2 separate regions of the Macaca mulatta genome follow, and region 1 is linked to region 2. A link is a contact called in public Hi-C data. All regions are on one chromosome and are shown on one strand. Each heading gives the region's core, a stretch centred on a gene start, on an enhancer-like site or on the middle of the called end of the contact. The rest is flanking DNA. Distances are from core to core; before and after follow the strand shown.

Region 1 (3,806 bases), core at 1,116-3,615, 110 kb before region 2:
GAACTGATGTGTATATAACTATTTAATGTGGGATATGTTCCCCTATTCCTGTATTTCCCTTAATTCCTCCTTCCAACCTTTTTTACCCCCCCCCCCCTCCCAGTTGCAGTATTTAACTGGGCTGGGTAGAGTTGCTCAGTCTTTGGGGGAGATTAGGGACTTATCCTGTGCTTGTAAATAAATAAGGTCATGACTCTACCCTTTTTCAGTTGTTAACTTGTATGCACGAAAATACGAGGAAGGGAATGTGTAGCCCCACGAAGGGGTAAGACACAAAGACAGCAAGGCTGAAACTATGGCTCTTTATTTTTGTGTGGATAATTCAAACAAAGTCATTAGTAGTCTTTGTTCAGTTTTTCTTAAAAAAGAAAAAACCCTCAAATAAAAACTCTTGGGCTTAAAAGAACTCTAAATCTGTCACAGGAGCCTGGTTGTAGGATTCTTATTTTTATAGATGAGAAATACAATGCAGATTTCTCTGAAGAGTGTTTAAAGAAGGAATGGTAGTTGAGGGGGCTTATTTCCCAGGCTCAAAGTGATTTAGGGGTGGTGTCACAGTGCTAGGTATAGGGTGATAGGACAGTGATCACTGCCGAGGGCCTTGGAACGGATCTTGCTATCACACAATGCAGGTAACAGAGAGTGGGACAACAAAAAGTAATCAAGGCGCCAACCAACATTCTTGGATCGAGCATTCATCATGTAAGTCCAAAAGGTGTAGGCATAGGGTGTGTTGGGGTAGAGGTGCCTAAAGCTGTCAGCCAGTGGCACAGCCTGCAGTAATTCCCCAAAGCCTTGGCGCTCTTGTGGCGTGAAGCCAGCATTCTTTTTGTTACCCTTGGGGTTGCGAAGGTCAATTTCTTCATGTGCCACATTGAGGTCTCCACACAGCACAAGGGGCTTTCGGGAAGCCAAGCCCTTCAGGAACTTGCGAAAGGCTTCATCCCAGCGCTGCCGGTACTCCAGTCGTACCAGACCCCGGCCTGCATTAGGTACATACGTTGTTACCAGCACAAACGAGTCAAATTCAGCCACAATCACCCGGCCTTCCTGATCATGCTCCTCCTCGCCTACAGAAACGAAACAGAATTAGCATAAAAAACTGTAAGAAAAGGAAAAGCAATCAAGAGGTGGGGGAGAGATGGAGAATTAGCAATTGGTCTTGAAGAGTTCAGGCATTAGGCATCAATAGGGTCTCACCTATGCCATAAGAAACTTTGAGTGGGCAATGGCGGGAAAGTAGGCCCACGCCACTGTATCCTTCCTTGTCCGAAGGAGCGGACCAGTATTGATGAGAGAGTCCAGGCAGCTCTTGAAGTTCAGCTGGTAGTTTGTTCTCTGAACATTTGGTCTCTTGAAGGCACAGTATATCTGGGGCTTCTTCCTTTACCCACTATAAGTAAAAGAAAGGTGGAAAATGTATTATCAATTCAGCAGAACATTTATTGAATATATGCCAAGTCATAAATATGCACAGGTTAAACAGTCAAGCAGTTCGAGGTTAAATAATATTTAAACAATTCGAAGCTAGATAAATGAAAACAGAGGTAAAGTCTTACGTGCTATACTATGAATGTGTTTTTTCTATAGGCAAGCTAAGATTTTTAAGCTATAATTAATGAAATGGAGGACATGCTGAAGATAAAATGGAGGAAGTATAGTAAAAGGTTTTTGCAACATTCTGGGAAGAGGAGAGAACATTAAAAAAGAAAATGGCAATGGAAGTGAAGGAGCAGACATTTAGGAAATACAACTGGCAAGACTGGGGAAGCCCCACCGAAAACTGCAGGCAGGAGAAAAAACAGCCTGAAGGCTATACGGAGAAAAGGGATGACTAAACCCTAAGATCATTCAATACTAAAGAATGTGTCTTCCCCTCAAACACCACTCACATCTAATCCTTTCTTCTTAATCCAGGCTCGAAGCCCATCCACGTTCCAAGAGCAGATCTTGAGTGTGGCAGGTTTGCCACTGGGTGAGGTTTTCTGATCGGGGGGGTCCTCATACAGGGCTGGGCCCTCTCCTGCTGCCTCCTTGTCATTTTTCTTTGCGGGCGTCTTACTCTTCTTGGGCTCTGGCTCTATAAAATGAGTAATATATATTGATAAAAAGTGGGTGGTTTCCAACCGCGATCCGGCGTTAGCTATGGACCCAACGAAAGCCTGCGGTTACTGCGTCTTCACAAACCCCTGCAAAAATGAGTTGGCCGGTACTTACCGTTCATCAAGGGAATTACAAACAACCCCGCCGTAGCTTCTAGGAAGAGGGGCTCATTTCATTCTTACCTGTCTTGAGCTCATCCCCGTCTTCTGCCACCGCTCCCTTTTTCCCACGCTTCGGCATTCCCGTAACGAACGCTCTTCGGCACCTGTACCGCGTCGCCCACCAAAGCAGTATTTTTACCGCGTTGCCTACAGACGCAAAGAAATCATGAAACCAGCTAAGCCTGGGGAGAAGACTCCTCTCAAGAGCGTCCCCGCACCAGGTCCCGCCTTTCAAACCATGTTATCTCTAAATCCTTTCCCCGCCTCCGTGCATCATAGGCCCTTCAGCCCCTCACCCACGTAACTAGATCATTTCATAGTGCCTTGTACCCTACTCGCGAGATCTGCCCTCCAGCCAATTGAGGATCTTAATTAAGGGTCCTGACTCAAGCTTGCCCTTCAGACTGCCAGCGAAGCCCCTCTTATGAGCAAAAGAGCAACCCCGTATCTGCACCGGTCCGATGGCAGCCTAGCTCCTCCTAACCCGAGCACAAAGAAGGATGCACGCTGAGCCCCCCACGTGGGTAGCGGACCTGGTCACGTGATCAGAGGCACGCGTCACATGGCCGAAGAATGCGCGTGATTGGTCTGTCTGACACCACGTGACGAAGTCGCTTGGCCTTGCCTCTCTCAACTAATTCTCTAGGAGACCTAGGGCCCCAACCCTCGTTCGGGCTGTTTATCGTTGTGCCCGACGCACGGCACATTGTTTGACTCTGACTTAAGAGTCTAACGCTGTGCAAAGGGAAAAAAAAGTGGAGAAGGTTGGGCTGGACCACGGGAAAGATATAGGAAAACGGATAGGATTGTAAAGCACAGAGTCGGCTCGGCGTCCCTGGCAGTTAGGAAGACAGGTCCTTGGAGGGGCCTTGGCGGGTCTCCGCTCGCGGGAGTTCTGCGCTGTCTTTCCCACTGTTATCTGCAGGCTAGCCCGCTTCTTCTGCGCTCCGGAAAGCTGCGGCCCAGCGCAGACTAGTGAGGACTTCCACAGCTCCTGACGTTGCTAGGAGTCCTGTCGGCGTTTTCTCCCAGGCTCCGCCATGCCGGCGGTGCTGGGTTTTGAAGGCAGCGCCAATAAGATTGGCGTGGGTGTGGTGCGGGATGGCAAGGTGCTGGCGAACCCGCGGCGGACTTATGTCACGCCTCCGGGCACAGGTGGGTGAGTAGGGGAGTTAAGAGTTTTCGGCGCACTTCCCCGCAGAAAATCAGCCTTCCATCTTCCTAAATACTAGTGAGGTGCAGCTTTTGATCTGAGTCTTATTGAAATTATGTGATATTATTAACGTCACAAGGCTGATGACTAGAAGAGTTACAAGCACTTGGACGTGGATCTGATGAGTTCGTTTACCGTTTATTGAGCTCATTTTATGTGCTAAGCATTCAGAAATAGATGTTATGATACTGCTGTGGAGTCAGACATATAAATAGATGTTTATACTACAGCATGATAAACAGTGTAATAGAGATGGACTCGAAATATTCTGTTTAAAAAACGCTTAGCAGGAGTATATATTCCAGTTGCCCTGAATATACACTCCTTTT
Region 2 (3,969 bases), core at 1,412-3,911:
AAAAAGATTCTGAGTTATAGAAAACTTACTCCAGAGGTAGCCTTCTTTTTTCCCCATTCATCAGTAACTCATACCATTCCAGGGTACAGTTTCTCATTAGAACAAGAAAACACTTTTCCTTTAACAATGATACCATTTTCTGGTTTAAAAAGAGAATGAGGTGTAGAAAGCTGATGGCAATCACAGAAGGTATGCATGTCATATATTTTGTATATTTGTCTCCTTCCAAATCTCACACTGAATTATAATCCTCAGTACTGGAGGTGGGGCCTGGTGGGAAGTGATTCGATCATGAATGGTTTAGCACCACTCTCTTGCTGCTGTCCTCTTGATGGTGAATTCACACAACATTTGGTAGTTTAAAAGCATGTGACACCTCCCCCACTCTCTCTCTGTGACACCTCCTCCAATCTCTCTCTCTCCCGCCCTTGCTTTTGCCATGTGAAGTGCCTATTCCTTCTTCACCTTCTGCCATGAGTAAAAGCTTCCTAAGGTATCTTGAGGAGCAGATACTGCTATCATTTCTGTACAGCCTCCAGGAACCTCTTTTCTTATAAAGTACCTAGTCTCAGGTATTTCTTTATAGCAATGCAAGAATGGTCTAACACACCATGTTTAAAAACGCCCTGATTATTAACCCCAAGCCTTGCCACTCCTATCTCTTGCCATTAGAGAAAACTAATCACTCATCGTATTTTGGAGAGGATTCCTGAAATGATACGAACAGCATCCCAGACAGGAGTCCTTATAACAAAGGATGCTCTCTGAGACATCCACGGACTAAAGATCGGTCCAGAGTGTCTTACCTTCCCCACCTTGGCTGTACATTCTGGGTCCACAGGAACTTTGCCCTTTAACAGCAAGGCCTTCACAGATTCTGAGGAAAGACAGATAGGTACTACTTTATGGGAATCAAAAACAGCTGTTGTGGTTAAACAGAAACTTGTGAGAATTAACTTTGTCCTCCCAACCAATCCTGGTCTTTCCTTAGGCCTCAATCCATCTCAAATACATGAAAATGAAGATTCAAGGCAGTAGATTAGTGCTGTGGTATGCCCAAAGGATAGAGAAATTAATTCTATCCTGAAAGAAGGAAGAAATAAGAGTTGAAATAACAAGATATCATCCCCAGATCCACTCCTACCAGAAACCCTCTTGCTGGCCCATGACCTCCCTGGCGTACCATCTTGCTTGTCTTCTGTCCTGTCCTCATTAGCATTTCCTCCAGTCACAGGCATCTTTTTCGACCCCTGTCTCTGGCATCTGCGAGTTTTCTTGGCAGGGGAAGAGTCTTCTGGAGCCGTGTTGCCATTATTAACTCTTTTGCTTTCATTTAATGCTACAAAATTTGGAAATGAGCAAAGAATGAGTATACCTGAAAACGTGTAGATTTTAAGGATTGAAAAAAATCCTTTAAATAAATGGTTTAAGATCATTCTTTCTCTTTTCTTTCTTTTTTTTTTTTTCCAAGGTGGAGTCTCACTCTGTCGCCCAGGCTGGAGTGCAGTGGTACGATTTCCGCTCACTGCAACCTCTGCCTCCTGGGTTCAAGTGATTCTCATGCCTCAGCCTCCCAAGTAGTTTGGATTACAGGCGTTCGCCGCCATGCCCGGCTAATTTTTGTATTTTTAGTAGAGACAAGGTTTCACTATGTTGGCCAGGCTGGTCTCAAACTCGTGACCTCAAGTGATCTGCCCTCCTTGGCCTCCCAAAGTGCAGGATTACAGGCCTGAGCCACCGCACCCCGCCGGTTTAAGATAATTTTCTAAGTTTACAAAGAGGCAATAAAAACTGTCACCACACTACCCTTGTGTAACAGTCTGTGTAATTCTTCCTAAATTGCTATTCTAGCCAAATGAAATAAAACAAAATAAAAGGGAGCCCTAGGAGTCTTGTAAGCTCATAGACTGAGGCCTGCTTATCTGTTTTGTTTACTTGTGTCCCAATGTCCCCCAAATACCCAACTCATACATGAGGCGGTATGGGATAAAGGTTAGTAAACTGCTCAAGGGTCTGTGCCTAATTTAGAGCCTAGCTCTGCTGCTTTTATCTGTGGAAACTTGGAGAAGTGTTTGATCTCTTCCTACTTCACTTGCTCCAATATTAGAACATTGTACAATACTGTACTTCTAAAGAAGTACACTAGTACTTAATTTATAGGGTGGACCTATGCACTTAAGAACATTATACACATAATACCGTATCTCAATAGGTCTAGACTCGCATTTTACCCTCTGGAACTGGGCTCCATCTTAGAATGGATGGCATAAGCAGTGAATCATAGTTCACCAGTGCTTATCCTTTCTTGTGTATAAAATAATGGTGTGCCTCACAATTACTTTTTGTAAATTGTATGACATTAGGTATTAACAATAGTACTGGCATATTAGTTGTTACAGCTCTGCAAGGCTTTATGCACAATTATGTCATCCCCAAAGCTCTGAAAACCTAAATTTACAAAATTTAGCACCCAAACTGGTTTGGTAGCCAAGTGCAGGTTATGGGGAGGTGGAAGATGAAGGGGGTCACAGTAGGTGGCATCGTTCCTTTTCTGACTCCTCGCTGCCGCATTCCCTCCCCCAATACTGAGCTCCGAACCTCTCGCTCTGCCTCCGCGGGTGCTCCGTCGTCGCCGCGCCGCCATGGAATTCGAACGCTGACGTCATCAACCCGCTCCAAGGAATCGCGGGCCCAGTGTCACTACGCGGGAACACCCAGCGCGCGTGCGCCCTGGCAGGAAGATGACTGTGAGGGACAGGGGTGTGACGCCCTACAATATTTGCATGTCGCTGTGTCTTCTGGGAAGTCACCATAAACGAGAAATGTCTTTGAGTATGGGAGTCTTATAAGTTCTGTGTGGGACCACCCTTCCCCATAGGGCGGAGGGAAGCTCATCAGTGGGGCCACGAGCTGAGTGCGTCCTGTCACTCCACTCCCATGTCCCTTGGGAAGGTCTGAGACTAGGGCCAGAGGCGGCCCTAACAGGGCTCTCCCTGATCTTCGGGGAGGTGAGTTCCCAGAGAATGGGGCTCCGCGCGAGGTCAGACTGGGCAGGAGATGCCGTGGACCCCGCCCTTCGGGGAGGGGCCCGGCGGATGCCTCCTTTGCCGGAGCTTGGAACAGACTCACGGCCGGCGAAGTGAGTTCAATGGCTGAGGTGAGGTACCCCGGAGGGGACCTCATAACCCAATTCAGACTACTCTCCCCCGCCCATTTTTGAAAAAAAAAAAAAACAAAAAACAAAAACACAACCAGGCCGGGCGCGGTGGCTCACGCCTGTAATCCCAGCACTTTGGAATCCGAGGCGGGCAGATCACAAGGTCAGAAGATCGAGACCATCGTGGCTAACGCGGTGAAACCCCGTCTCTACTGAAAAAAGAAATAAAAACAAAAAATTAGCCGGGCGTGGTGGTGGGCGCCTGTAGTCTCAGCTACTCGGGAGGCTGAGTACCATTCTATGAGGTGTGAACCATTCTCCAGCCTGGGTGACAGAGTGGTCTTAAAAAATAAATGGTTGAGGCTGAGGCAGAGAATGGTGTGAACCCGGGAGGCGGAGCTTGCAGTGAGCCGAGATCGCGCCAGTGCACTCCAGCCTGGGTGACAGACTCGTCTTAAAAAAAAAAAAAACAAACACCGAGTGGAATGTGAAAAAGTTCCGTGAAACTGCAAAAACCCTTTGGGAACAGAGGGTACCATGGGGCAGGAAGCCCACGGAAAATGCTAATTGGTCTTCTGGTTCTTGGTGAGATTGGGTGAGGGGCGCCCAAATGTTTGGCTGCATGAGAATCACCAAGTATGGGGACTGCATACTTAAGCAAATTCCCCACCCTAGACCTTCTGATTCAATAAGCATGTATTAACAAAATCACTGGGTAATCCTGATTTTGGCACCAGTATCATTTAGAAACATATTGTTAGGATAGAATAGTACCTGTTATAGACCAACCGGAGCAAAATAGCGAAACCTCG

What was found. Hi-C and Micro-C count contacts between places; a contact is called where the count stands out from the background.
Region 1: a Hi-C map of fetal cortex germinal zone shows a contact between it and region 2, with 2.8 times the contacts expected there. The contact joins the promoter of APEX1 here to the promoter of PARP2 in region 2. A contact is called at or near these places in 3 of 14 Hi-C or Micro-C datasets (fetal cortex germinal zone, fetal cortical plate and liver).

Annotation. Positions count from the first base shown.
Region 1 is chr7:93,255,109-93,258,914 of T2T-MMU8v2.0, reverse strand. It overlaps APEX1 (apurinic/apyrimidinic endodeoxyribonuclease 1), which reads right to left and starts at 2,365. Exons shown (of 4, transcript NM_001258109.1): 1 at 2,286-2,365; 2 at 1,893-2,080; 3 at 1,201-1,393; 4 at 369-1,070. The coding sequence starts at 2,343. The coding sequence ends at 553. It overlaps OSGEP (O-sialoglycoprotein endopeptidase), which reads left to right and starts at 2,895. Exons shown (of 11, transcript NM_001257838.1): 1 at 2,895-3,419. The coding sequence starts at 3,305. It overlaps PIP4P1 (phosphatidylinositol-4,5-bisphosphate 4-phosphatase 1), which reads left to right. Exons shown (of 7, transcript NM_001194893.2): 7 at 1-324.
Region 2 is chr7:93,149,299-93,153,267 of T2T-MMU8v2.0, reverse strand. PARP2 (poly(ADP-ribose) polymerase 2) reads right to left here and starts at 2,661. Exons shown (of 16, transcript NM_001257438.1): 1 at 2,599-2,661; 2 at 1,184-1,339; 3 at 807-877. The coding sequence starts at 2,644.